Linked DNA regions of Mus musculus: all the other regions are linked to region 1. Evidence: chromatin contacts called from public ChIA-PET and HiChIP or PLAC-seq data. All regions are on one chromosome and are shown on one strand. Each heading gives the region's core, a stretch centred on a gene start, on an enhancer-like site or on the middle of the called end of the contact. The rest is flanking DNA. Distances are from core to core; before and after follow the strand shown.

Region 1 (4,041 bases), core at 524-3,023:
GTTGAGCAGGATTTCCAGATGTTTATTGCTATGAGAAGTGACCTGCTCCAGCTGACTAAAAGTCATGCGAAGGACTGGAAAGATCTCTTCCCCCCCCCAACCCCCCCAGAGCTACTGCTAGAACATGTGGCATCACAGTCGCTCAGGTGAAGACTTAGTTATTTTGTTTTATGTTTAGGAAGACAGTGATGCAGTTATGAATAGCATCTCAAAGATGGGATAGCAGAGTAAAACAGAAAAAGCTTTAGAGACAAAGCTAGGGTTTTGAGGAAAATTACTTATTCCTTCCACCACGAAAGATGAAAGTGTATTTCTGTAAGTTGCTACAAAAGCACAGTATTAATAATGTAAATTCCCTTTAGAAATATGTTATTCTTTCACTGTTTCCACTCAGTGAATGATACCACTGTGTCTCTCAGTGAGGACTTCCTTTGGCTGATTCTCCATCAGGCTGGAATTCCTGCTGGGCAGTCTGCTGACACTCAGGAAATGCAGCTCACCACTGAAACACACAAGAAATCAGAGTTTTTCAAAGCTGTAAGGTAAGCATAATAGTAGTCCAGTTGATACTACTTTTTTTTTAACCCTATCAACCTACTTGTAGTTTTTGTTTAAAGGAAGAAGAAAGGTTGAATTGATACCTAAATTTTACCAGCTTTGAAATAATTGATTTCTTGTGGTGAAATACTTTGTGGTAAGCTGCATTTGCCAGGCCTTGACCATCACAAGCATATAAAGATGAATGACTTCATGTCTAAATCACTGTTTTCTATATTCTGTATATGATCTTTATTTTTGCCTTGGTCGCAGATCTGAATATCGCTCTGCGAACAGTATTAAAAGCAACTTGAAATAAAACATCAATATTTAGTCTTGGTGCTGAGCACATAGAACATGGAAGTTCCCTTGAAAAGGAGAAAAATAGTACTTGGAGTCAGCTTTTGTGAGTGAAGATGCACACTTTTCATACCCTCTCCTCCTCCTAGTCACAAAGGTAGTGGGTTTGGTTTTGGTTTTGGTTTGTTTTTTCACAGTAATATGAGCTCTGTGCTTGGAAGGATGTGGCCACTGTTCAGTATGGTGCCAGTACCTGGTCAAAGTATTATGTTAGGAACAAAGATCAGTGGTATAGGTGCGTGCATGTATGCATGCATACATTACATACATACATACATACATACGTAAAATATTTTCACAGAAGTCATCAATGTCTTAAAGTTTAAAGAGACTGTGTGCCATGCCACTGAGCATGCAGACTTTACAGGGATATGGTATTTAAGCATGAATCCTGCACACTTATCCATAAACAGACATATATACGTTCTTTTAATCTGTTTTAGCCAGTAGTGATGACACATGCCTTAATCCTAGCACTTGAGAATCAGAGGGAGAAGGATATCTTGTGAGTCTGAGGTGACCCTGTGCTTCGAGCCGGCCAGCAGCTCTCGAGGAACGGGTACGGCTGAAGAGCTGAAAGAAAGGAACTAGACAGACGGGAAAAAGAACGGAGCTAAGACAATCGGGTTCTGATCAAAGCTCAATTTTACTAATTCGTGCACCGAGTTATGAAGGAGGGGGATGGGGCTAATTCCCGCCAAGTAATCCTGGAGTCCAGTTGCAGGGTGACCACGTGTATGGCTCCAGAACAGCAAGGCGGCAGGCTCCAGCAGTGGGCGTGGCTGACCGATAGAGCGGCAGGCTCCAGCAGTGGGCGTGGCTGACCGATAGAGCGGCAGGCTCCACCCCATGCAAACAGTGAAACCTGAGCAAACAGGTTTCAGGCTGAGGGGGTGGGGGAGGTTACAACCCTGGTCTATATAACGAGGTCCAGCACGGCCAGAGCTATATTGTGAGAGCCTGTGAGAACTACAGAGCTGAAGTCAACTTAAGGTGTAAAATGTGTCAGTTGTAACTTTGCTCAAAAAAAAAAAAAAACCTCACATTTAGCATTTGACATAGTTACAGGAAAGCCTACAATTTACAACTTTGGCAAAATATGTCAATCTTTTTCCTGTTAAAGGAGTCCTACCGTGAGACAAATAGTACCAAATGTAGAAAAGCATACTTAGTTACTTATAATTCCACACTCAGAAAAGTACTGTTGAGTTATAGAGTCACACTCCCAAGATGTCTCCCCTTAAATGTTTCTAAGTCACTTACAAACTCATCTTTATATAATTTAGGTAAGTTCTCCCTTAAAAAAGAAGTGGTTTTTTTGTTTGTTGGTTGATTTGAGACAGGGTTTCTTTGTGTAGCCCTGGCTGTTCTGGAACTCACTCTGTAGACCAGGCTGGCCTCAGACTTACAGAGATCCACCTGCTTCTGCCTCCCAAGTGCTGGGATTAAAGGTGTGCGCCACCATTGCCTGGCTTAAAAGTTAATTGTTGGGCTGGCGAGGTGGCTCAGTTGTTAAGAGCACTGACTGCTCTTCCAGAGGTCCTGAGTTCAAATCCCAGCAACCACATGGTGGCTCACAACCATCTATAATGGGATCTGACGCCCTCTTCTAGTGTGTCTGAAGATAGCTACAGTGTACTCATATATATATAATAAATAAATAAATCTTTAAAAAATTAATTGTTCAAGATTTGACTTTAATATCTGAAGTGTTGGGCTGCAGAGATGGCTCAGCGATAAAGAGCACTATTTACTCTTCTAGACAACCTGCATTTGATTCTCAGCACCCACATGGTGGCTCATAACCTTGTAACTCAAGTCCCAGGGGATCTGATGCCCACTTGTGTGTCAAAACCATTGGGTGAACTTTATCAAGGAAAATGTACATGTCATGACCCCATAGACTGACTCAGCAAATTTCAGCAAGTCCGGAGATCATTAAGGCTGGGAAGGGAAGGGGAAGGGAGGGGAGGAAAGGGAAAGGGAAAGGGAAAGGAAAGGAAAGGAAGCGAAGCGGGAGTGAGAAAGAGAAATAAATAATGGTGTTTGCTTTTGACACATTCCTTTATGTAGCCCTCTCTGACCTGGAACTCATTAGTGACTTCCTTACTTCACCTCCCCAAGTGCCAGGATTAGCATCATGCCCACCTCAACCTGTTTAGTTTTATTTTACATTATGTGCATGAATGCTTTGCGTGTGTGTGTGTGTGTGTGTGTGTGTGTGTGTGTGTGTTCACATGCCTGATGTCTGTAGATGTCAGAAGAGGGCATCGGCTCTCAGATCCCCTAGAATTGGAGTTTTTCTAGAAAGCGGACCCAGAACTTCATAAAGACTGCATGTGTTCTCCACTGAGCAGTAGGCTTCACCTCAGAATCCTAAACATAGGCTGTCTGCTGTATATGCTCTTTTATAGCTTTTTACCTATATGTCTAATTCATGTTGACTATCCGTTTTGGTTCACCTTTATATTATAACTATCACCTGGAATTCTGTGCACTGCCAACTAGAGCTGAATTATAAAAATTTTCTATTTGATTTCATTTTTTTATCATTTATTTGTTTATTTTGTTTGTTTTGTTGTTTACTTGTGTGGTTCTAAAACTGGAGTTACATATGGTTATAAGCTGCCATATATGTACTAGGAATCAATTACCTGGGCCCTCTGAAGGAGCAACAAATGCTCTCAATTGCTGAGTCAATTCTCCAGCGCTATACATCAATCTTATGGAGGCATTTTCTCAATTGAAGTCCTCTCTTTCCAGATGACTGTGACTTGTGGTAAGGTGCAGGGAGGGGTGCGGGGGGAACTTGACCAGCAGACCCCTGAGTGGTCACTTCTGACTTATTGCTGTTTGATGAGAAAACCGAAGACCTGAGACTTGTATGCACATAGTTACTTGGGCGTGAGTAGTAATTATCCACATCATTTATCCTCTTCCAAAGTCCTACCAGCCATTGCATTACCATGATGACAACCTCTCAAATGTAGTATTTTTTGGTTTGGGTTGGGTAGATTTTTACATAGGCCAAAATAGCTTTGAACTCGCTCTATAGCATAACGATAACCTTGCTCTCCAAATCCTGCTACCTCTAAGTTCTGGAAATAGGGAACCACACATGCCTTACTCTGCTGTCATTTTTGA
Region 2 (4,041 bases), core at 1,111-3,610, 430 kb before region 1:
CAGCACTCAAGTTATGGCTTATAACTGTAACTCCAACTACAGGGAATGTGATACTCTCTTTAGATCTCGTTGGGCGTTGGGCACTAGGCACACACATAGTATACAGACAGACATGCAGGGAAAGCCCTCATACACATAAATTAAAAAAAAAAAACTGATGCAAAATGGATTATAGGTACTTGATTCCAGGCCTGAGACACAGGTAGTAGAAGGAGAAATATTTTCTACAAGTTGTCCTCTGACTTCCATGTTGATTGGGCACAAAATAAGTAAAAGGGGGCGAGGCTAAGGATTAGGAAGATGATTCAGTGGGTAAAGTACTTGCTGCACAAGTATGAGGAACAAGATTGGGACCTTTAGCACTCAGGTGGCATATATGTGTAACCCCCCAGCATTTGGGGTGCAGAGACAGATCCCTGGGGCTTGATGGCTAGCCAGTTCAGCGAAAGGTAAGCTTCAGTGACAGGCTCTGTCTCAAAAACATAAGGCTAGAGAGGTGGCTCAGCAATTAAGAGCACTATTTTTTTAAAGATTTATTTATTATTATTAGTACACTGTAGCTGTCTTCAGACACACCAGAAGAGGGCATCAGATCTCATTACGGATGGTTGTGAGCCACCATGTGGTTGCTGGGATTTGAACTCAGGACCTTCAGAAGAGCAGTCAGTGCTCTTAACCGCTGAGCCATCTTTCCAGCCCCAAGAGCACCTTTTGTTCTTCCAGAGGATCTAAGTTTGTGTCCCCAGCACTTGCCTGTTAACTCCAGCTCCAGGGGCTCTGATATCCTCTTCTGGGCACTATGGTACCCATATACATGTGTTATAGATACACTCATATAGACACACACACACACTAATGAAAATGAGGCAGAGAAGGGACTGAATATCCCAAAATCGACCTCTGGCTGAAGTGGGTTGGGAGCATATGTGCTGTTGGGAGCTGTGCTTCTGGGCTGCTAATCTGATCATAGTGCCTCCTCCCCTTAGTTCCCCACACTGGGGGGTGGAACTTGTAATCTCATGCTTGCTGGGCATGTGCTCTGCCATTGGTCTCTATTTCCAAGGTTTTCCTTTTTTTCTTTTTTGTTTTCTTGTTTGTTTTTGACTTTTTTATTTTGAGACTATTCAGTAGTCCAAATTAGCCTTGAACTTGCCCTGTAGCCCAGGCATCCTTGAAAGTGTCATTGTCCTACCTCAGCCTCCTGAGTAACTGGGAGTGCAGGACTGTGCTGCTGGCAGACTGATGATCTATTCTTCATTTGAATAGAAGACAGTCTGGAGGCACAAAAGCCTGTTAGGAGCTATGCACGGTGGACCAGGAACATGGTAGTGAAGGTATGGACTAAGGCCTTGGGAACAGGATGTTAGAGGTGTTCTAGCTGCAAAAATGGTAAACTTTCCAGGTAACTCAGTGTGGGAGTAAAAGAAACATAAGACCTGAAAATTACCTTAAACCTTAAAATCTAAATATCTTAGAAGAAAATGGGATATTAAGAAGGAATCACGTGGTGATGGGCTAAAAACAGATGCATTGTGAGATACCCAAAGAAAAGTTAGAAATAGCAGTGTGGCCTGTGGGGTGAGATGATCTGTAGCTCAGTAGGACAGTGATGACTAAGTCTTGCCTTTTGGGGGGTTGGGGTAGAGTCTCACTATGGATTTCTGTGAGTTTGAGGTCCACCTGGTCTATATAATGATTACAGGACAGCTAGGGCTCCTGCTTCCTGCCCTGTTTGAATTCCTGCCCTGGCTTCCTTCAGTGATGTATTATGACATGGAAGTGTAAGAAGTAAACCCTCTCCTTCCCAAGTTGCTTTGGTCATGGTGGTTCGTCACAGCAATAGTAACCCTAATTAAGACAGTGGTTAAGAGCCAAAGATGACCTTGGATTTCTGATCTTTCTGCCCCCACCTCTAGAGTACTGGGGTTATTACCAGCTTATAGACTGTTTCTTTGTGGTAATGGGACCATACAGTATCAGACCCCCTGTCTTACTATAAATTTAAAATAAAGGTTTCTCAGTGGACTTTTCCCTAGTCAGTCATCAAGGAACTTTATTTTCCTCAAAAACTCCCAGCTGTTTTGTAGGGCTCTCTGAATGTTGACTTTCAGGTAGGCAACACATTTCATTTTCACTCCCCTAGTGGTAGAATATAGATGGACTATGCAGGTACCTTGCTTTCGCGACCCTCATTACCAGCTGGATACTATCAAGCTGTAATATTAGGGGAGTGATCCTTGGAGGGACTCGAAGTCTTCAGAGACCTGATGCTTGTGAGCTGAGCAAGTCCTCACAGGAGGACTGCATTTCTCTCGACTACTGAGCAGGAAGTGGCAGCCTGCTCCTTGGCATGCTGCTCCAAGGGAGGTTCCTCTTTGCCTGGTTTGTGTTTGCCCACTGTGTGTTCTGTATTACACTACCACACCTCTCTGGCCTGAAAGAACATTCTATCCCTGCACAAAGGAAATATTGACTTAAGGAAGGGACAGTGGCCCAGTTGCAAACCTGTAGGAGCAGGAGCTGGAGGGAAATGAGTGAGGAGGTTGTTCTGCTCTTCTGCGGGTGCTGGTTATGGGAGGCTCTACTGAGAAGTGGGGGATTACCTCAGGTGTCTACACTGAGGGATGTGGGAGGTGATGGAATGGAATAATCATGTTTTCAACAAGGGTCAGTGGGGTGTTTGGGAGAGCAGCAGTTCTAGAAGGTTAGCAGGAATGGTCCCTTTATCAAGGCTTTATTAAGCACTGTGCTCTGAGAGGATGGAAACAGGCTCCAGTACCTGGGGAAATATACTACGGCAGATGCAACAGTGCATGTTGAGAGCCAGGTAGGTAGCAGGGCCATTAGATCATCCAGTATAAGTCAAGTCAACAAATTTACACACACACACACACACACACAGACACACACACACACATCTCGCCCCTTGACAGGATTTCTCTACATTGCTCTGGCTTTCCTAAAACTCACTATGTAGACCAGGCTGGCTTCAGCTGACACTGTGTGCTAGAATTGAAGGTGTATGCTACCATGACTGGCAATTTAACTTTTTTGTTTGTTTGTTTTTTGAAGAAAAGCAAAAAAATTTCAAGTCAAGGAGGACAAGCAGAGGTCTTCCCAAGATGATTGGTAATGATGTTGATGACAGGAGATATTGGCTTTTTTTTTTTTTAGCATCAGGTTATAAGAAAAATTAGTTTCAGCCAGGCATGGTGGCATACACTCGGGGGTCAGAGGCAGGTAGATCTGTGTGAGTTCAAAGCTAGCCTGGTCCACAGACAGAGTTCCAGGACAGCCAGGGGTACACAGAGAAACCTTGTCTTGGAAAACCAAGGGGGAAAAAAAAGGAAAGAAAAAAGCAGCTCCAAAAGGCTAGGGAGGTTGTGGGGAGACAGATCGGTGCTTCTGCGTCTGTTACACAGGCTCTGGGGATGAAGCTCAGGCCTGGTGCTTACGCTGAGCTGCTCTACTGATTAGCGCTACTTCCCAAGCCTTGCCTTCTGATAGTTTAAATTTTCTATTAGTTTTGTTTTATTATTTTATTAAAGATTTATTCATTTATTTATGTTAGTACACTGTTGCTCTCTTCAAACACACCAAAAGAGGGCATCAGATTCCATTACAGATGGTTGTGAGCTACCATGTGCTTGCTGGGAATTGAACTCTCTCCAGCCCCTTTATTTTATTTTTAAAATAAGATTTTAGAGACAGGCGGTGGTGGTGGCGCATGCCTTTAATCCCAGCACTCGGGAGGCAGAGGCAGGCAGATTACTGAGTTCGAGGCCAGCCTGGTCTACAAAGTGAGTTCCAGGACAGCCAGGGCTACGCAGAGAAACCCTGTCTCGGAAAAAAAACAAAAACAAAACAACAACAACAGGGGCTGTTGAGATGGCTCATTGGGTAAGAGCACCCGACTGTTCTTCTGAAGGTCTGGAGTTCAAATCCCAGCAACCACATGGTGGCTCACAACCATCCGTAATGTGATTTGACTCCCTCTTCTGGAGTGTCTGAAGACAGCTACAGTGTACTTACATATAATAA
Region 3 (4,041 bases), core at 428-2,927, 400 kb after region 1:
TAGTGAGAACTTGTCTCAGAAACTAAAATAGTTTCACAGAACATACTTAATAGAAAGCTGGGTATGTTGACTAATACCTGTGATCCTAGTACTCACGAAACTAAGGCAGGAGGATAGCCATGAATTCAGTCCAGCCTGAGCTACATAGAAAGGTAGATACGAAACTAAAAGCCTTTATTTTTCTCACTCCCTTTGTAGAAAAGGCATCAGTAGTGTGTGTTTTGTGCCTGTCCTCCTTTATACAGTGTTTTGTGAAAGTCATGTCACTGTAGGGGAAGTTTGCCAGTCCCCATTGGTGACTAATGCCATGTGAGCACACTGCACACCACTGTGTAACCATTCTGCAGTTGAAGGACAGTGGAGCTCACTATGTGGTATAGTTGGAGGGTTTTTTTGTTTTGTTTTGTTTTGTTTTGTTTTGTTGTTGGTTTTTCGAGACAGGCTTTCTCTGTATAGCTCTGGCTGTCCTGGAATTCACTCTGTAGACCAGGCTGCCCTCGAACTCAGAAATCCGCCTGCCTCTGCCTCCCAAGTGCTGGGATTAAAGGCGTGCGCCACCACTGCCCTGGCTATAGTTGGAGGTTATTTTTTTTTATGTGAGTACATTGTCACTCTCTTCAGACACACCAGAAGAGGGCTTTGGATCTCATTACAGATGGTTGTGAGCCACCATGTGGTTGCTGGGAATTGAACTCAAGACCTCTGGAAGAGCAGTCAGTGCTCTTAACCGCTGAGCCATCTCTCCAGCCCTAGTTGGAATTCTTAACAGAGCTTCTAGGAACACTTGTGTGCATGTGTCCTGGACAGTGCTTTTGTGTATTTCTCTTAGGTGTTTACTTAGGAATAGACTGGATGAGTCAGTAGACATGAATGTATTCCCCTTCTTCCCTCCTTCTCCTCTTCCTCCCTGTTCTTTCTTATTCTTTCTTCATCACAGGATTTTTATGTGTAGCCCTGGCTGTCCTGGAACTCACATTGTAGACCAAGCTGGCCTCAGACTCACAGATATCCATCTACCTCTTCATCCCAAGTGCTGGGATTAAAGGCGTTTGCCACCATGCCCAACATCATTTATTTTATGTGTATGAGTGTTTGCCAGTGTGAATTGTATGTGCATCATGTATAAAGTGCCAACAGAGGCCAGAGGAAGGTGTTGGGTCCCTTGGAACTTGAGTTAGAGGCAACTGTGAGCTGCTATGTGGATGATAGAAACTACAACCAGGTCCTGTACAAGAGTGGTGAGTGATCTTTTTGTAAATTTAGTTTTTATTTATATGAGTACACTGTGGCTGTCTTCAGGCACACCAGAAGAGGGCATCGGATCCCATTACAGATGGTTGTGAGCCACCATGTGGTTGCTGGGAATTGAACTCAGGACCTCTGGAAGAGCAGTCAGCAGCTCCTAACAGCTGAGCCATCTCTCCAGCCCATGAGTGTTCTTAACCACTGAGCTCCAGGTCTCACAAACATGACACCACATATTCACACCTTTGGAGGAAACATGTACACCACATATTCACACCTTTAACCACTGAGCTCCAGGTCTCACAAACATGACACCACATATTCACACCTTTGGAGGAAACATGTACACCACATATTCACACCTTTAACCACTGAGCTCCAGGTCTCACAAACATGTACACCACATAGTCACAGCTTTGGAGGGGAAACAAAGTCTTCTGTGGCTTATATCACCACACCCTACCTGATCCTGGTGAAAACCTAAATTTGATCATGCCTCACTTATGCCACGAATAGGGCAGATAATTTGATGTGTGAGTGTGTATGTGTAAGAGTGTGTGTGTATGTGTGTGTGAGAGAGACAGACAGACAGACAGACAGACAGAGACAGAGAATGAGAGAGAGAATGTTTTGGCTTTAATTTTGGCCTCTTTTTTGGTGCAAGGTTTATAGTAACCTTCAGGCTTTTACACACAATTATGCCAGGTTCACCCTGGAGTCCTGTTGTGGCCAGATACCTCCTGCAGGGCAAAATTGTCTCCTGTTAAGAACCATGGCTTTAACCTCTCTGTTACACTGTGTTTTCTCTGCCAGGACAGTACCAGGGGTGTAGTTTGTGTTCAGTAGCTATCTATTGGCTGAATATTTGGTGTACTTGTATTGGAAATATTGAACATGTAGGCCAGAGGTTCAATTTTCTTTTAAAACAACTCTTATATCAGCACAATCTTTGAACTCTAAAATTGACATTAACCCAATGTTTACCTACAAAACAGCCAGCCATATGGAACAGGAGGACCCAGGAGCCAGAGTCAGCCAGGCCAAGACCACGTTTTCGTTCAGTTATTTTCCTGTGGGATTCTGGAAAGCCAATTGCATTTCTCTGACCCTTGGTATCCTTTTCTGTAAAATAAGACTTAACACTCATTTCAGAGCTGTAACTTGAGCACAGTGACTGACATGGGCTGGGGGCGGGTGGGGGCGGGTGGGGGAGCTCCTGATGTAAGCCGTTGTCAGCCTCTCACTCAGCCTGTGTCCTCACCCTGTTGTTCAGATTGAGGTTAACACAGGAGGTCAAGGACTGTCATGATTCAGTGTTTTACTTGCCATTTCTTCAGGAAACAAAATACTTAGAAAATCTCTTCCATTTTGAGAGCCTCTGTTTCCTTTCATGAGTTCTGTTCCTAAACAGGAGAACTCATGGGTCACTGGTTGAGCAAATGCTTAGCATGTATGGAGCCCTGGGTTTGATCCATAGCATACACAAGAAAGACAGAATCATAGGAATTGAACCACATGTGTCTGTCTGCCTTTCGGGCTGGTGGTGTGGTTTTCTTCTAAGTAGCAGTGGTCTGTGCTGCCTCCAAGTTATATGGTGGAGTGATTTGTTCTTTCTGTCCAATGAGATGCTTCTAGATTGTCTGCCTGTCTTTCAGAATCGTCCTTGGAAAAGGAGAGGGAGACCCCAAGTCCCATCGACCCCAGCTGTGTGGAGGTCGATGTGAACTTCAACCCTGACCCTGCCGACCTGGTCCTCTCTAGTGTACCAGGGGGGGAGCTCTTCAACCCTCGGAAGCACAGGTTTGCAGAGGAGGACCTGAAGCCCCAGCCCATGATCAAAAAAGCCAAGAAAGTCTTTGTCCCTGATGAACAGAAGGTAACACCCAGGGTTCTGGATTAAAGACACAACAGTGGTTTAAGAGTCTAGGGTAAGCTCTGCCCTCTCTGAGTAGTGCAGCTCACTGGCACAGCTCAGCTTTGCAGTGCTTGCCTGGGACACATGAGGCCCAGAGCACCATCTCTAGCTCTTCACACAGAGAAAGAAGCTGAGCGTGTGGCATACACCTTTAACCCCAGCACTCGGGAGGCAGAGGCAGGCAGATCTCTCATAAAAGCAAAAGGAGAGGGAGGGAAAGAAAACTGGAGTAGACCTTGTGCTTCCTCATATGTGATTTTATATGGAGAACCCTTCCTACGATGGACACCACATAGACAGGAGTTCTCTATTTGAAGCCACATCAGCAGTAATTTGATGGGAAGAAGTGCTCAGGTATGACTTGAGTCCTAATTACTCTGTTACTTCCCTTCTTCCCAGGGTTGCTTGGGTGTTTTAGTTCCACTTCCTTGGTATGAGAAGTCACCAGACTTAGAAAGTAAGACTCAAACCTTAGATAGAAAGTAAGGCTGGACAGACTTTATGGGGGTTTTTTTGTTTTGTTTTTTTTGGTTTGGTTTTGGTTTTTTTTGTTGTTGTTGGTTTTTTGTTTTTGTTTTTTTTTTTTGTTTTGTTTTTGTTTTTTTTTTTTTTTTTTTGAGACAGGGTTTCTCTGTGTAGCCCTGGCTGTCCTGGAACTCACTTTGTAGACCAGGCTGGCCTCGAACTCAGAAATCCGCCTGCCTCTGCCTCCCGAGTGCTGTGATTGAAGATGTGCACCACCACGCCTGGTTTAAGATTGAACAGTCTTAAAGGACAAAAGACACCTTGTAGGGCTGGGGAGATGGCTCAAAGCAGCGGTTCTCAGCCCTCTTAATGCTGCAACCCTTTAATACGGTTCCTCAGGCCTGGGTGACCTCCAA

Evidence for each region. ChIA-PET counts read pairs in DNA pulled down with a chosen protein or histone mark. HiChIP or PLAC-seq counts read pairs in DNA pulled down with a chosen protein or histone mark.
Region 2: a contact with region 1 is called in a FOXA1 HiChIP or PLAC-seq map of pancreatic cancer cells. The contact joins two enhancer-like sites. A contact is called at or near these places in 8 of 39 promoter capture datasets (the 3T3-L1 cell line, 3T3-L1-derived adipocytes, the C10 cell line and 4 more), 1 of 15 datasets of contacts at CTCF or cohesin (the NIH/3T3 cell line), 3 of 115 datasets of contacts at active chromatin or transcription factors (the NIH/3T3 cell line, embryonic fibroblasts and pancreatic cancer cells) and 1 of 9 other capture datasets (adipose tissue).
Region 3: a contact with region 1 is called in an RNA polymerase II ChIA-PET map of memory CD8 T cells, with 5 read pairs. The contact joins two enhancer-like sites. A contact is called at or near these places in 4 of 39 promoter capture datasets (the C10 cell line, liver, neural stem cells and 1 more), 1 of 484 Hi-C or Micro-C datasets (CD4 T cells), 2 of 115 datasets of contacts at active chromatin or transcription factors (large pre-B cells and memory CD8 T cells) and 2 of 9 other capture datasets (liver and macrophages).

What each region holds. Positions count from the first base shown.
Region 1 is chr15:81,415,453-81,419,493 of GRCm38.p6, forward strand. The region is part of intron 2 of Xpnpep3 (X-prolyl aminopeptidase 3, mitochondrial); the gene reads left to right. It overlaps Gm17025 (predicted gene 17025), which reads right to left. Exons shown (of 3, transcript NR_166833.1): 2 at 3,552-3,746; 3 at 1-502. Among named protein-coding and RNA genes, the nearest start is that of Gm17025, 4.2 kb to the right of the region's middle. Within about 2 kb of position 1,774, at least 106 of the 459 cell types and tissues checked have an H3K27ac peak or open chromatin away from gene starts, as enhancers often do. A contact at or near this core is called in memory CD8 T cells and pancreatic cancer cells, where this site is marked.
Region 2 is chr15:80,987,526-80,991,566 of GRCm38.p6, forward strand. All of the region lies in intron 1 of Sgsm3 (small G protein signaling modulator 3), which reads left to right. Among named protein-coding and RNA genes, the nearest start is that of Sgsm3, 12 kb to the left of the region's middle. Within about 2 kb of position 2,361, at least 36 of the 459 cell types and tissues checked have an H3K27ac peak or open chromatin away from gene starts, as enhancers often do. A contact at or near this core is called in pancreatic cancer cells, where this site is marked.
Region 3 is chr15:81,818,299-81,822,339 of GRCm38.p6, forward strand. Tef (thyrotroph embryonic factor) reads left to right here. Exons shown (of 4, transcript NM_017376.3): 3 at 2,901-3,121. Among named protein-coding and RNA genes, the nearest start is that of Tef, 8.9 kb to the left of the region's middle. Within about 2 kb of position 1,678, at least 10 of the 459 cell types and tissues checked have an H3K27ac peak or open chromatin away from gene starts, as enhancers often do. A contact at or near this core is called in memory CD8 T cells, where this site is marked.